Linked DNA regions of Mus musculus: all the other regions are linked to region 3. A link is a contact called in public Hi-C and HiChIP or PLAC-seq data. All regions are on one chromosome and are shown on one strand. Each heading gives the region's core, a stretch centred on a gene start, on an enhancer-like site or on the middle of the called end of the contact. The rest is flanking DNA. Distances are from core to core; before and after follow the strand shown.

Region 1 (4,976 bases), core at 1,329-3,828, 280 kb before region 3:
GAGAGAAAGAGCCGCTAAGCAGTTTGAGCTTTATAAAGAGAGGCGGAACTGGGGATGGGAGGGTGAAAAGGAACAGCCTGTTGTGAGCAGTCAGCCCCGCCCCCTGAGGTGATGATGAAGTCCCAGTGCATGCTGCCTATGCTGGCCATGTCCCGGTCCCTTGCCATGCAGCTTCAGGGGTCAGTGTCAATATCCATAGCTCATATTACCAATACAGTCCACTCAGCTATCCCTGGTCTGAACAGCCACTTGGGGCCACATATAAGTCCAAGGGTGGTGCAGAGCTGGCTCCAGCTCTCAATGGCTGAGGTACCCTGGAGAGCTGGCCCTACCTCTCACCAACTGCAGCACTCCAGTGATTGCGCCATGTGCCTCACCAGGGCAGCACTGTGGAGCACGCGTGCGTATGTTATATCACACCCCAATCCCTGCCTGTGGCAGTTGGGAGAGCCCCAAGTCATGGGTGTGTGAGAGCTAGCCCTGCCCCTCACTGGCTGCAGCACTTGGGACACTGCACCTTGTCTGAGCAACACAGTAGGGTTGACCATGATGGTGAGGGCATAAGGGTGGGAGAGCTGCCACTCTCTGCTCCCTGTCAATGTAAGCATTGGGTGGGCTAGCCAGGACAGTGCTGGAGAGATAGTCCTGGTGGTGTGGGTGCTGGAGAGCTGGTAGGCTGACCAGTTCAGCTGCCCCCCACACCCAGCATCCACCCCCATCTATGAACTGTTAGAGCATGTGAAAGAGCAGGCTCTGCTGATCCAAAGCTGCAGGGTCTTCACGATTCAGGGCAGCATCAGGATAATCAAGAAGAGTCCTGGTGAGTATCTAATATTGATAATACTGAGAAGCCAGAGGCCTCAAACCAGACCAATGAACATTTGCAAGTGAAGTTCTGTGGTCCAAAGAATATCCTGTGTGACACACTGCAGCTTCCACCATGAGATGTTTGCTTTGCTTTGTTTTGTCTATTTTGTTTGTTTGTTTGTTTGTTTTTATTTACTTTTCAAAAGGAGGTTGCAGGGACAGAGGGCAGCTATGAAGGGATGGGGAGATGGGTGGGACTGGGATGAATAATGTGAGGTTCACAAAGAAATCAATTAAAAGTAAAAAAAAAAAAAACCCAAAATCTCTCATACCTCAATTAAAAATATAAGTTACACGATTTTAAGATAGGTAAAAGATTTGTGTATAAATGCTCCAAAGAAGACATTAATGGCTGGTAAGTGCCTGAGAAGATGCTCAACGTTAGCTTTTAGGGAAATGCAAGCAAGAACCATGAGATAACCACTTCACATAGGCTACCTTGACTCACAGACTCAGAGGGTTCAGACCATGGTCTTTTGGCCCAAAATATTCAGGCAAAAGACCATCACTGCGGTGGGACTGTGTGGGGGAGGGCAGCTGCTCACCTTAAAGTGGATAGAAAGCAGAGAGACAGGAAGAAACCAGGGACAAGACCCACACCCCCCCCCCCATCCCTGCCCACCACTGTCCTAAAGCCCTGCATCTAGTGGCTATTTCACGTAGTTAGGTCCCACCTGGAGTTTCCAAAACCTCCCCCAAATAGTGTCGCTAACTGGGAACCAAACAGTTAAAACATGGAAGAGGTTTTCTATTCAGACAATGACAACCCTGCTCCATCATCTGTGCTCAGTCAGGAAGCCTGGAGGGGTATGTTGAGGAAAAAAGCAGCCTTCTATGAGCTAGTCCATAGTCTTGAAGGAGAGGTGGGCAGCATGCTAGCGTATTGCAGCTGAGCAAGTATGAACATGGCAGCTGCCCTCCAGGTCGCCAGACGAAAACCTAGTCACCTACAGGGTCAGCAGGTCAGGCTTCATTGTCTTTCCAGTGTGTAGAAGGCTGTGTTCTAAGACAAAGCCGTCTGGAGTCTGGTGGAAGTTGGGGAATCGGACTGGGCCTTCTGCTTCTTAGGAAGTATTTATGGGGGGCTGGTGAGATGGCTCAGTGGGTAAGAGCACCCGACTGCTCTTCCGAAGGTCAGGAGTTCAAATCCCAGCAACCACATGGTGGCTCACAACCATCTGTAACAAGATCTGACGCCCTCTTCTGGAGTGTCTGAAGACAGCTACAGTGTACTTACATATAATAAATAAATAAATCTTTAAAAAAAAAAAAAAAAAAAAAGGAAGTATTTATGGGATCGTTCTTGCTCCCTTAATTTACATCACAATCTGTACCTCAGCATCGCCCAGTTCATGGTCATCCTTGCCTTTGATGGACTCTGATGACCAGGTCTCCAGTGCCTTCTAATAGGGAGGGCTGTGGGTGTGCAGGAATGAACCTGAACTCTGCCCTTACCAGGAATAGACAGAAATTGCAAGAAACTCAAAGCACAGATGAAATTTCCCACTTGGTTACCCAGAAGCAAGCAGGCCCGTGAAGCTGGCCAGCTGCAGGCAGCCAAATGCTCTTCTTTTCTGTAAGACGAAAGCTTTTAGCTTGCAGATTCTGTCCAGCTGGAAGCTCCGGCAGGAATGATAAAGCAGGGCTTATGGCCAAGCCTTCTGAAAAGTAATCTCTTAAAAGCAGATGAGGAGAGACATGCGGTCTGGGGCAGCAGTGCATCTTGAGATTTCTGGGACTCTCAACCCACCCCGAGCCAGCTTGTCTCTGCTTATCTGTAAGCTTAACAATGAGACTGGGGACACATTAGACTCCTGCAACAACGGGCTTTTCCTCTTTGAATGAATGACTGCAATTGCCCTTGCTGCTGGTGAGTCTGAGCCTCACTACCCTGCCTCTTTATTCTAACCCTCCTCCTGCTCTTATTGTACTTTGCTTAATGGCAAACAGTGTCACAGTCTCAGCATGCCAGGGAGGGCAGGAGACAGGCTAGGGTTTAGATGGAGTGGCACAAGCAGGAGAGACTAGATGCTGCCTACCCCAGAGAAGGGGCAATGATCACTCAGACCCAATTCACTGCCTGTATTATTAGCAGTTTTTTTTCCCCCAAGAACACCAGAAATCTGAATTTTTATTGGGCATTTCCATATTTTAAAGTAATGTGAGCAGAGCCACTAAAGGGATTATGAGAAAGGGCTCCTTCCTTTCCATCCAGGGCAGCCATCAGGTGACCTGAGATGGATGCCCACAAGGGCATGAAGGTACACTGCTGGCAATAGTGACAGCTCTCTGCGCCCCCCCCCCCCCCCCCCGGTGGCTGCAAACGCCCAGCTCCTAAAGGCGCATCTTACAGCAAACCTGGTTAGCTCGTTTGCTGGAACTCTTCAGTCCGCCTCTGAAGAGTTGGACCCCACTGTGGGGCTTTGAGAGTCTTGAATTCTTACTGGGCGGGGGAAGATTCCACATATAAAATCTTCAAGGTTATCCTCACTGGGGAAATCCTTAAAGCTCTCAGAAGGAACCATGGGGCCCAGTGAGTCACTGAACACAAGTCCTGACTCTGGCGAGCAGCGAGAACCAGAACCAAGGGAAGGGCCACACAATTCATCTTATGGTTGGTGTGGTTCTCATGGGGCTCAATACTCTCCAGCCCCACTGTTGCCATTAGCACAAGATGTAAGTAATGTTTGTAAACATTCGTACCTAAGAAACAATTCAGGGCAGTCAAAAGAAGAAAAAAAGAGAGAAAAGAAAGAAGAACGTGGGACTCACGGATCTATACACCTTGAAGGTTTACAAATAAGGCTACCAGTTTGCAGTCTCTGCTGAAGACCACAGTGGCTAACAGCCGGGATTCTGGAATCCAATTAATTAGATTTTAACTCTGTGCCAACTGTGGGTCTAGAGTGAATTATCTAATCTTATCACCATCAATTAAAAATTTACCCACCACCATCTTTTGAGAATTAAACATGCTTACCACAATGTCAGACCTCTAGTACGCGCTCCATAAGGATGAACTGTTTCTACTCTATACTTATTTCTTTTGAAAAGACAAGTTTCTAGCTTCAAAATGCAGCTTTACAAACAACCTTTGTGCTGGAAATTGCCCAGCAACAGGCCCTGCTATGAACTGCAGAGCTGCAAGATCCGTGCAGCACTGATTGCTTCCCTGCAGCTCACCAGAGGCCAGGAAGGCAGGCCCTCCCCCACAGGGCATGCCCAGAAACTATAGATCCGGCCTTAATTACCAGCAATTAAATAGGCTTCAGCCTGCAGTGCAGAATCCGGTGCTGCTGTAGCCTCTGGAGGGCCTTTCGGGAAGGTGGCTCAGCTCTTCAGGAGCCTTCCTTACCCACACCCTACCATTTATTTAGTTCCCTCAAACTTCCCAGGTGTCAGGGAATCTGAGTTTGGTGGGTAGAGAACTTTTGGCAGCTTTGTTCTGACTAGGGTTTTCTTAGTTATAGGCGTTCTTGGAGGCAAACCTGGGCTCCTAGATTCTCTCTGGACAGTGAGAGATTAAGGCCCTGGTCTTTGCCATGATGCTCTGATTTGGGGGATGGGGGGATCAGCAAGAGGGAGTGTTCTACAACTGCAAGAAAGTGATACTTTAGCTGAAGTGGAAAAAGATAATTCAGAATAGATAGATAAATGAATAGAAAGATAGGTGATAGATAGACAGACAGATAGATAGATAGATAGATAGATAGATAGACAGACAGATACACAGTAGATAATGCATAGACAGTTAAATGTATGCTCTTCTAGTGTGGTAGAAAAAGCAGCTGTGGCAGAGGCTTTCAGCAAGTGGTGAAAGATTCAGAAAGGACACCAAGGCAAAACTGGCGGCACCCTCAGCATCTCTGGGTCTGAAGTGTCATGAGTACAGGCAAGAACCCAAGTACCTGGACTAGCCTTTTTGTTTGTCTGAGTCTCCATCTCTGACACAGGCTACTGAAACATCCAAGAAAGTCCCTTTTTCCTGGCCTTTGTTGACAGTGTGAGTCTCAGCAGAACTCTTGGTAGCCTCTGGGGAGAGCAGGCAAGTAACTGCACCTGCTCTTGGCTCTGGAGCCCCGAGGCTGAATGAAGTTGGCTCTTGGAGC
Region 2 (5,062 bases), core at 2,342-4,841, 360 kb before region 3:
AATCGAGGGATGAAAATGCTGGGGCAGAAACCTCATGGAGCCAGGCATGTTTAAGAGGAGAACCTCTATCAGCCTCTTGAACACTGCCCATAAACTGCTACTGAAGGCTTCGAAGGCTGTAGGAAAAGCGAATGACGTGCTTTAGAAAATATTTCTAAGCGAGCATTGTGGGTAGATCTGAACATCACAGCCATTCCAAACGCAGCTGTTGGGAATGTGATATGGGGAGGACCAAATCGGGCTATCTAAGCCTCCCATGATGTCTGAAGGACTTCACACACACACACACACACACACACACACACACACACACAGAATATAGATGAATACTCTGCCCTATTTACAGAGAGATTTCATCACGCATGTTTGTTTTTAGGGTAACTACCACGTACGTTCCCAGGACAGGGACACACCAAACCACAGCCTCACCAAGTCACACTGTCAGCCACTGAGGTTAAATCACACCACGTTAAGCGCCTCCAATGGCATTCTAGCTCCCTGGAGTAAATCTGAGCTTCTCACTATAAACTCTTTCCCCATCTTGGAAGCTCCCAGGAGCAAAATGTAAAAACAAACAAACAAGCAAGGGGTTGTGACTCCCGAGGAGTTTACCAAGGAAGTCTGTGAGGTCACATGATGTGCATAAACTGTTTATAGAAAATAGTATACGCCCTACACAGCCAAGCCCAGAGCCAGCGAAGGGATACACTGCAAGGGGCACACAGTAGGGATACCCCTCCAGTCACCAGATGCCCAGGCGTCCTTGAGTAGCTGCTACTGTCTTCATGAACATTTCCAGCCCACCTGTTCTACATACATTATGGAATGCTCTGCTCTTTGCAGCACACTGCTGATACCCCCAAACTACACAGTGCCCCTGTGTGACGGTTAACCTGAAGTGTGAACTTGACCGGGTTAAGGACTAACTGGAGGGAATGGGTGTGACGAAGGGTAGTCTAAAGAGGCTGGTATGTGTGCCACTGGACTGAGTGAGGAAGGCTGTTAGCTGGGGGACTCCACAGAACAAGCCAGAGAAAAGGTGAACTTTTCCTGGATTGAGATATTATTATTTTCCTGCCCTGGTTTGCTGTCTTTTTTTATAAAAAATTATTTTATTTTATTATATTTTATTTTATGTGAATGTGTATTTTGCCTGAATATATGTCTGTATGTCACATGCATTCCTGATGCCCACAGGAGACAGATGGTTTTCAACCTGTGACTCACAACCCCTTTGGAGGTCAAACAACCCTTTCACAAGGGTCATCTAAGACCATCAGAAAACGCAGATATTTATGAGTCATAATAGTAGCAAAACTGTAGTTACGAAGTAGCAACGAAATAATTCTATGGTTGGTGGTCACCACAACATGAAGAACTGTATATTAAAGGGTCAAAACATTTAGGAAAGCTGAGAACCACTGCTCTAGAGTGTCGGATCCCCTAGCAGTGACATTATAGAGGGTTGTGAGCTGCCATGTGGATGCTGGCAATCAAACGCAAATCCTCTAGAATAGCAGCCAGTAATCTTAGCCACTGAGCCATTTTTCCAGATTCCTTCTAACCTTTCCAGATCTAAGATACCGCCAATGGCTCTTAGGTATTACACTTTATGCCTTGGAGTGAGAACTTTATTGTTAGATTCTCTAGTTCCGAGGTTAGCCCATAACCATCCCAATGTCCCCAGCTTGTTGTGGGACTACTTATCTTCCACCATCTTGCAAATCAATTTCCCTAGGTCAATCCCCTTTCATAGCATGAGAGTTTGTCTACAAATATATAAGCAGGTATAGTTCCACGTCCCTCCCTGATTGGTTCTGTCTTTCTGGGGATATCTCACAAATTCAACCTGGATTTCTCAGACAAAAACTTCCCAAACAAGGGACACCTGTCAGAAGCGCAGCCTTTGGTTTGGTGGGAATTGGTAGGTGGCTTGTTAAAGCATAGGGAAGGTTGCTCACATCTGAATGAATGAGCCGGCTTAGTTTTAGTGAAGTCCACAGATCTAGCAGATCTGGAGGTGGAGAGTCCCCGGTGAACACACTAGAGCATCAAAACTCAGGTTCATGGAGTGGCTCTGATCACCTAGCCCAAGGGTCTCATCCCACTAGCCCTCACTCACTGGCTGGAGACCTGCCTGTGTCCTCGGGGAAGCCCTGGCTGACAAAATTCATGAGCTCAGCCGGGCAGGGTATTGGCTAGCCGAACGGTAGACTTCGCTCCTCCAGCGCTGCGCTCCAACTCTCCCCTGCTCCTGGCCATCTGCACTGACCAAATTAACCACAACTTGTGAAATGCCCCCTTCTTGTTGTGGAGACACTACCTCTGTGTCTGTTTATAAATAGATGAAGTTGTTAACAGCACACTGGAAAGGGACCAAAACCAAACACTCAACTGGTCCAAAAACATGTCAGGCTAACATCTCTTGGAGGAATGCCTCTAAGCATTGTACATGGGCCCTGGGACCATCCCAATTCTCTGGACCCAACTCATGCTCCCTTTGGTCATGAAAACACTTCACATACATAGTTTTAGACATCTGATGGTGTGTGCTGTACTTGCATGTGATGGAGGGGTGAGAGGGGGCTGGGAACAGGAGACAATGATGCAGTAAATGAATTTCCCAGAGCTGGAAGCAAAATGAAATGGTAACAAAAATTTTACACAAACAGGATTTTGTTTTTGCTTTTATTTAATGTTCTAATGTTTTTAAAGCATATTGGTAAGCCATAAACAAGTTCTAACCTACAGACTATGGTTAGAAATGTTTTCATTTTTCAAGGCCTTTTTTTTTTTTTTTTAATTGAGGCATTATGGAGTATTCATTAGTTATTCAGGCAGATTCTCACTCTGTAGCTCAGGATGAGATCCAAGAAGTGAGCCACCAGGCTGGGTTATTTATTACTGCAGCAAAAGCATGCATTGAAGGGTATCTTGTTAGGGTATGTGGGAAAGGTATTATTATTTCTTTCTGTTGTTTTATTGGGCATCCTAAAGCCTGAATAGTGTGAGCCAAGTGTCTCTGGGAAGTGCTGGGAGCAAGGACCCCAGCTCAGAGTGGAACCATTTCTCTCATTTCTGCCCTTTGCTGTTATTCAAAGCCCAGCAGTGTCCAAGCAAAGGGGAAGGGACACCCTTTATCTCCTTGACCAAAGGGCAACAGAAGTGACTCGGGGAACACAAAGAGGGAAGGAGCTCCCTCCATCACATCTGCAGCCATCAGCCAGGGAACACTGCTGTGTGTGGTCCCCCCACCCCCACCCCCACCCCAGAGCGCCTTTCCATTGTATCCTAATAAATAGCCCCTCGTGACTCTAGGACTCCGGTCACTTGCGGCTGATTTGCTTTGGGTAAGATTATCACAAAGATTGGTATCCACAGATACTGAAAAAAAAAAAAATCTAACAAACTAGCTGTAAACTTTAGCCAACGAAAGAACTCACACCTGGACATGAGTCAGTAAACCATTCTAATCAAGTTCACTGCAGTCCCTGAAGATCTGTGACACAGTTTCCTGCAGGGAGTATGACATGGGCTTAGCAAATCCGCACCCTCACTGCCAGGCTCTCCTGTGAGAACTCCGGTCAGGCAAGCAACACAGCCTGTTGCTAGGTAACAGAGCACAGCTAGCATGTTACCTCATGTTTGTAAATGGCCAGGAAGAGAAAGACAAATCTGTGCAAAAAGACCTCAGCAAACACAGAGGGAGAGCAGACGGGAGGCAGCTCAGCAAACCTTGGGCTATCGTCTGGTCAGACTTCACAGAAGCACACAACAGGCATAGCCACAGTGCAATTTCCTGCCTGTGTTTTGCTTTCTTACGTTTACTCTTGGGGCCTTAGACAAGCTTTCTTCTCAGACTTTAGACGGCCTTGGTTTCCTTGTGGTTCTCTTGATGGAACCACATTGCCCACTTCCTGTTCCAGCAAGATCAGCGAGTGAGTAGGTGAGAGGCATGGGGGACGCAGAGCCCACCCTACCTCCAAGGACAGAGCTGGATGGTGGATGCTGTCTTCACAAAACATGTTATTTTTAGATTAAAGTTAGAAACGTATCTCTCACAAACCTGCTCCTGGTCAACGGCTCAAGGGTGAGGAGGGAAAGAAACAAGGTCCAAGTCGTGGGTCTGTAGAAGAGGGAGTAGCGTTCCCAGATTCAAGAGAACGCTTGCCTCATTCCAGAGTGGCTCCACTCCCAGAGAAAACCAAATATTCTTTATGTAGATACAACAGCCGGGGACAGAGTAATTAACACACACCATGTCTTGATTGGCATGTACCTTTAAGAGCCATAATCCAAATGCCTTGTGGGACTCTGCAATGGCCTAAGAAAATGTCATGGGCAAAGCCGGAGAAGTCTGTACTTTAATAACATCCTATGAAGGCTGATTTCTTCAAGGAACAATAGCATGGCAGAGTCAAAAGCCACAGTAGGCAGAGGGGACCATTAAGAACATTGTCACTACAACTGTCTATAAGTTTAAAATTACTCAAATACAAAACTTTGAAAAGAAGAGTCCACCTGAAGTGTCAAAGGGGATCAGCCACACACTCATATACTGGTAGTTACTTATTATTATTATTATTATTATTATTATTATTATTATTATTATTATTGTAGTAGTAGTAGTAGTAGTAGTAGTAGTAGTAGTAGTAGTAGTAGTAGCAGCAGCAGCAGCAGCAGCAGCAGTAGTAGTGTATTAGTAATAGCACACAGCAGGGAGGGACTTACAAAAACCAGAGACAGAAGTAGGATCCTGGGTTTCACCCATTCGGCACTACCAGTTTGATATCATATTTATTTCAGCCTCACAGCTAAGAAGTCCCCTTTAAACTTTTTTAAACTTCATGTGTGCCCATTTACGATGTCACAGATGAAGCAACGGCTGTAGGGGAGTGTGGCCACTTACCCAGGAGCAGTCTCTACAGAGCTTTGAGCAGGTCCATCACTTCTGCACAAGGGCAGTTTTCACACAGCAGACAACCACATCTTCTGGGCCTTATTTCTTCAGGTAATTTCTCCGGTAAGTGGCGTCCCTGTACTAACACTTCACACGCAGTAG
Region 3 (4,579 bases), core at 130-2,629:
ATCAACAGGGTCAGACGCCCTTAGGTAAAGATATAGTTAGTAAGTTCCAGAGAGATAAAGTCTCTTGGAGAGCAATAACCTGGGGAAAGAGGAGGAGGAGGAGGAGAACAGGCCTCAAATCTTGCAGAATTGAAGTTTTGCTTCTACCTTCTTGACAAGATGCCACCAGACTTGGCACGGTGCCAGTTCCCAGTAAAGACTACACATGTGCCTTCACGTTTGTCCCCAAATCTCTCTGATGACACCATTCTATCTGCAGCCATTGAGCACTCTTCTCAGGGTGCGTGGCATTGTCCCATAATCACTCTTTGTGGTGGCCAATCACATGGGTGTCTTTCCCAGCTTATAAGTCAGATGACTTTTATTGGCCCTAAGCTTCCGTTTTCTGACCTAAAAAAGATGCAGATCTCAGATCACTGTGACTGATAGTTGATCTGATTGTCAGCTTGATGGGACCCAGAGTCATGCTGATAACAAATCTCTGGGTGTGATTGTGAGGAACTTTCTAGATTAGGTTAATAGAGATAGAAAAACCCACCAAAATACAGGCAGTACTATTTCATGGGCTGTGATTCTAAACTGAATATAATGGGTGAAGTGGGCTGAATTCAAGCCTTCACCTTTGTCTCTTTATTGACTGTGGATACAAGCAAACGGCTTCTGTTGCCATGACTCCCCTTTCCATGGTGATCGATATCCCTCTGGAACTGTAAGCCAACATCAACCCGGCCTTGGTTGCTTTTCAGTCATCCTCTCCTAACAGACTAATGAATACAGAAGCGTCCATGAGATTACACCCTGTGACAGCACAGCCCTGAGCTGGAGAGAGCAACCACATGTAGGCAGTTCTCATGAAATGGTGAACATTTTTATTAATCATATCAGGAACTGATTCCTCGGGCTTAAATGCTTCCTAGCAGAGTGTACCAGAACCTTTGGCATCAGCTTTGACGTCTTCTAGGCTGACAAAAATGGATTACTGGAAAGGGTCTGAGAGGCGATAAAAGTGTTATGATCTAAAAGGTCTACCATTTCCCAAATAATATTGTCTCTATTGTTTATTTTTTAATGCAGCATCCTGGAAATTTCTAATCTTATTCCCTCAACGTTTCTCTCCACTCTATTGTGTTTCATGTCAGCATAAGCAGGAAGACATCGGCAACAGGACCTTCTGATGGAGAATCAATAACAGCAAGCGTAGGGTACATGACCAGAAACTCAATTCTTGCCTAGACGAGAAGAGAATTCTATTTAACCCAAGGAATACCACGGTGAGATTTCTACCTCCTGAGAAACAGAGACTCTGCAAGGGCTGAGGGAAAGGCTCCACCCTGTCTAGCTCAGGGTTTTAACTGGCTTATACAGGGCTTTGTTAAGTACCAAGCCCTAGCGCCATCTCCTGGTTGAACTGAGAACTGGAAAAGAGGCATTTTACAGAAGGACCCTTCCTCGCCTTATCAGAAATTAAGTTCAGGAGGAAAACCTGGTAATTTCGTCGGAGCGGCTGTGTTTTCAACCTCCTGTTAAGTATCTAAATGGAGAAAAGCAGATGGTAAGAGTCTCAGCCACTTACAGTCCCCACAGGGATGGCCCCTGTTATGCCACCGCTTCCTTTGTTTCTGTAAGAACTCATCACTACGCAGAGCCACCATCCTCTAGGGGCAGCTTGTGATAGCCCCTCTCCTGCCCACATACCCATCTGACCTGAGGATCCTCCTCTGCCCAAATTAGCATCCTCAACGCCTCTGCTTTCTGGAGATTACATATATATATTCTCCAGATTGTATATATAATATATATGTATATATGTGTGTGTATACACACACACACACACACACATATATATATATATATCACATTATATTATGTGTTCAGAGTCAGGCTTCTGGTCACGGCAAAACTGCAAGACCACGTTCACCCCAGACCCAGACCCAAACCCAGACCTTTCTCTGGTAAGGCTCGATTTGGTGTCTTGCCCTTTTTAGAGAAAGAAAAGCTGGATTCCTGGCCCTTGTGACCCTTTTCACTTTGAAGTCCTAGGTGAGATTGGATGGTCTAGATCAAGTTGCCACCCCCATTTAGCTCCTTACACACCTTTAAGCCAGGTGACTTGACAACATAAGGCAGAGATCCCAAAATAGCTCGAGAAATACAGGGTCAGAGAGAGTGCAAGTAACTTGGCCAAGATCTTACAGGAAGTAAACGGAAGAGGCAGAACTCTAGCTTGTACTTCCTAGTTCCTCTCGGTCACTGGAATGAATCTTTCAGAGACCTGGGATTTGGGGTTGTGCTGCTGACAACAAGGGTGCTCCTTATAGTTGCGGATGAGTGAAATGGAGGCAATTGTCTATAGACGGAGGTGCTCTTCAAGGCCCTTTGAGTGAATATGGGAAGTATTAACGTCAGGCGTTGCTTACCCCTTCTTGAACAAGATGTACCCAGTAAAATCCTTTCCCCAGTCCTCTCTCACTCGATGAGCGATTGAACCCTAGTTCATACCCAAAGCCTGGGTTTTTAGGACCCTGTTAGTAGTTTTCTCACAGTGTCCATGCCTGAGGATTGATTTCTCATGGCTATTTGCAAAAGCACAAATACAAATGCTATTAACTGGCAATAAAACCAGCCAGCCGACTCTAAAAGCCAGTACTGGCAACTGCTCCATGGTCTTTGGGGACCTTCAGTTTGCCAGGTCCCACTAAAGCAAACATTTCTTTTGATGTCAAGATTCCAAGGGCGGCAACCTTGTCTCTTGCTCAAAATTTATAGAATGATGATGGAGAGAACCACAGAGAGCCGTCAGGGTTCCTAATGCCAGAACCACCCTTCCTGAATCAATATATAGATTTCTTTCTTTTTTCAAGTAACATTACTTTTTATTTTAAAAAGAAAAAAGAAAAATGAAGAAATTGAATCAGCATTATTAAACCATTTTTTTGGATTCCTGCATCGGACGCCGTGCATCAAAGATGTACATGCATACAGACAAACCTCTTCAAGGAACCGTAATCTAGTGACAGGAGACAGCTGACACAGGAAGCAGACAGAGAAACAGCCAGCAGCCACAGTCAGTGTGCGATGGAGCACTGCAGACAACAGCAGTTATTCATGGTCAGAAGGGAAAGCGAGAATGTGGGAAACAGACAGAAAGCGTTGGTGTGCCTGCTTTCCTGGACCCCGTGGTGCCATTGAGCTGGTCTATAAAACGATGGAGTAAAACCTTCTTTCTCTTTTTAAAAGCTACACACATTTTGGTTCCCATATTTTCGCTGTCCGTGGGGCTGGGTTTCAGAAGACATCACAGGCACGTGCAGACAGAAGCCTCCCTGTCCCTCTCTTTTCTTCTTCCTCCCCCCTCCCATCCCCTCTCCCCAGTTCCCTTTGTTCTCCTAGGCAGTTGTAATTTGTGTATCCAGATAAAATCTAGAATGCACAACAAGAGAGAACGCACAGTGTTGGCCTCTCTGAGTCTGACTTAATTCACTCAACATTATCCCTTGTTGCATCCATTTTCCTATAAATGACATAATTTTTTATGGCTGAAAATTTTCCATTGTGTGCATCTACATGCCACGACTTTATCCATCCCTCTGCTGCAGGACATCTGGATGAGTTCCATAACTTAGCTATTCTTTGTTTTTTTAGATTTTAATATAATTACATTATCCCTCCCAACAGCCCTTTCCTCCTTGAAACCTTCTTGTGTACACACCCCCCTCAAGTTCATAGCTCTTTTCCTTTAGTTTGTATTACATGCACATAAACACAGACAGACACATACTGCTCAGTCTGTATAATATTACTTATATGCATATGTTTGCAGGACTGACCATTTAACTATTCTTTTAACATATGTTTTTGAGTGCTGACTACAAATCAAGTAATATTGAGTGTCATAGTTAGAGTTTCCATTGCTGTGAAAAGACACCATGGCCATGACCATGACAACTCTTATAAAGGACAACGTTGGGCCTGGTTTACAGTTTCAGAGGTTCAGTCCATTATCATCATGGTGGGAAGGATGGTAGTATCCAGACAGACAAGCTGCTAGAGAAGCCAAGACTTCTACAGCTTGATCTAAAGGCAGCCAGGAGAACACTGTCTTCCACTGGCAGCCAGGAGCGTCTCCTCCACTGGGCAGAGCTTGAACACTAGGAGACTCAAAGTCTACCTATATGGTGACACACTTCCTCTAACAAGGTCACAGCTATTCCGACGAGACCACACGTCCTAATAGTGCCAAGCATATTCAAACCACCACGCTGAGGTTGCAACGATCGATCAGTGTTGGATCATTTGACGGCCTTGTCTGACGGATGTTATAGTGTGGGAGGACATTCCTGGAATGAGGAACAGGAGGCAGAGACTCTGAGATAAGAAGACTGAAGGCATTAGAGGCAACGTTAGGAGGCTGGTTTGCTTAATTGCTGTGGGTATGGACACTGGAGGGGAATGCAAAGCAGCCCAGAGCAGAAAGGCCTGGTGCTAAAGCTAAGTAAGTGTGAGGGCTAAAGCTATGTTTAAAATTTAAATTACTGTGCTTAAGAGGTCTTTGAAACAAAAATGCCTCTACCCTGTAAGT

The links. Hi-C and Micro-C count contacts between places; a contact is called where the count stands out from the background. HiChIP or PLAC-seq counts read pairs in DNA pulled down with a chosen protein or histone mark.
Region 1: a contact with region 3 is called in a Hi-C map of the N1E-115 cell line, with 3 times the contacts expected there. The contact joins two enhancer-like sites. A contact is called at or near these places in 3 of 484 Hi-C or Micro-C datasets (the N1E-115 cell line, gonadal supporting cells and rod photoreceptor), 7 of 115 datasets of contacts at active chromatin or transcription factors (differentiating embryonic stem cells, embryonic basal ganglia, embryonic forebrain and 4 more) and 1 of 9 other capture datasets (embryonic stem cells).
Region 2: a contact with region 3 is called in an H3K4me3 HiChIP or PLAC-seq map of embryonic basal ganglia, with 4 times the contacts expected there. The contact joins two enhancer-like sites. A contact is called at or near these places in 2 of 484 Hi-C or Micro-C datasets (the AML12 cell line and embryonic stem cells), 9 of 115 datasets of contacts at active chromatin or transcription factors (T-cell acute lymphoblastic leukemia, cardiomyocytes, embryonic basal ganglia and 5 more) and 1 of 9 other capture datasets (adipose tissue).

The regions. Positions count from the first base shown.
Region 1 is chr13:99,558,308-99,563,283 of GRCm38.p6, forward strand. No RefSeq gene overlaps it. Among named protein-coding and RNA genes, the nearest start is that of Gm26559, 44 kb to the left of the region's middle. Within about 2 kb of position 2,579, at least 16 of the 459 cell types and tissues checked have an H3K27ac peak or open chromatin away from gene starts, as enhancers often do. A contact at or near this core is called in the N1E-115 cell line and rod photoreceptor, where this site is marked.
Region 2 is chr13:99,472,015-99,477,076 of GRCm38.p6, forward strand. The region is part of intron 2 of Map1b (microtubule-associated protein 1B); the gene reads right to left. Among named protein-coding and RNA genes, the nearest start is that of Map1b, 42 kb to the right of the region's middle. Within about 2 kb of position 3,592, at least 150 of the 459 cell types and tissues checked have an H3K27ac peak or open chromatin away from gene starts, as enhancers often do. A contact at or near this core is called in adipose tissue and embryonic basal ganglia, where this site is marked.
Region 3 is chr13:99,836,597-99,841,175 of GRCm38.p6, forward strand. No RefSeq gene overlaps it. Among named protein-coding and RNA genes, the nearest start is that of Cartpt, 62 kb to the right of the region's middle. Within about 2 kb of position 1,380, at least 39 of the 459 cell types and tissues checked have an H3K27ac peak or open chromatin away from gene starts, as enhancers often do. A contact at or near this core is called in the N1E-115 cell line, adipose tissue, embryonic basal ganglia and 1 more, where this site is marked.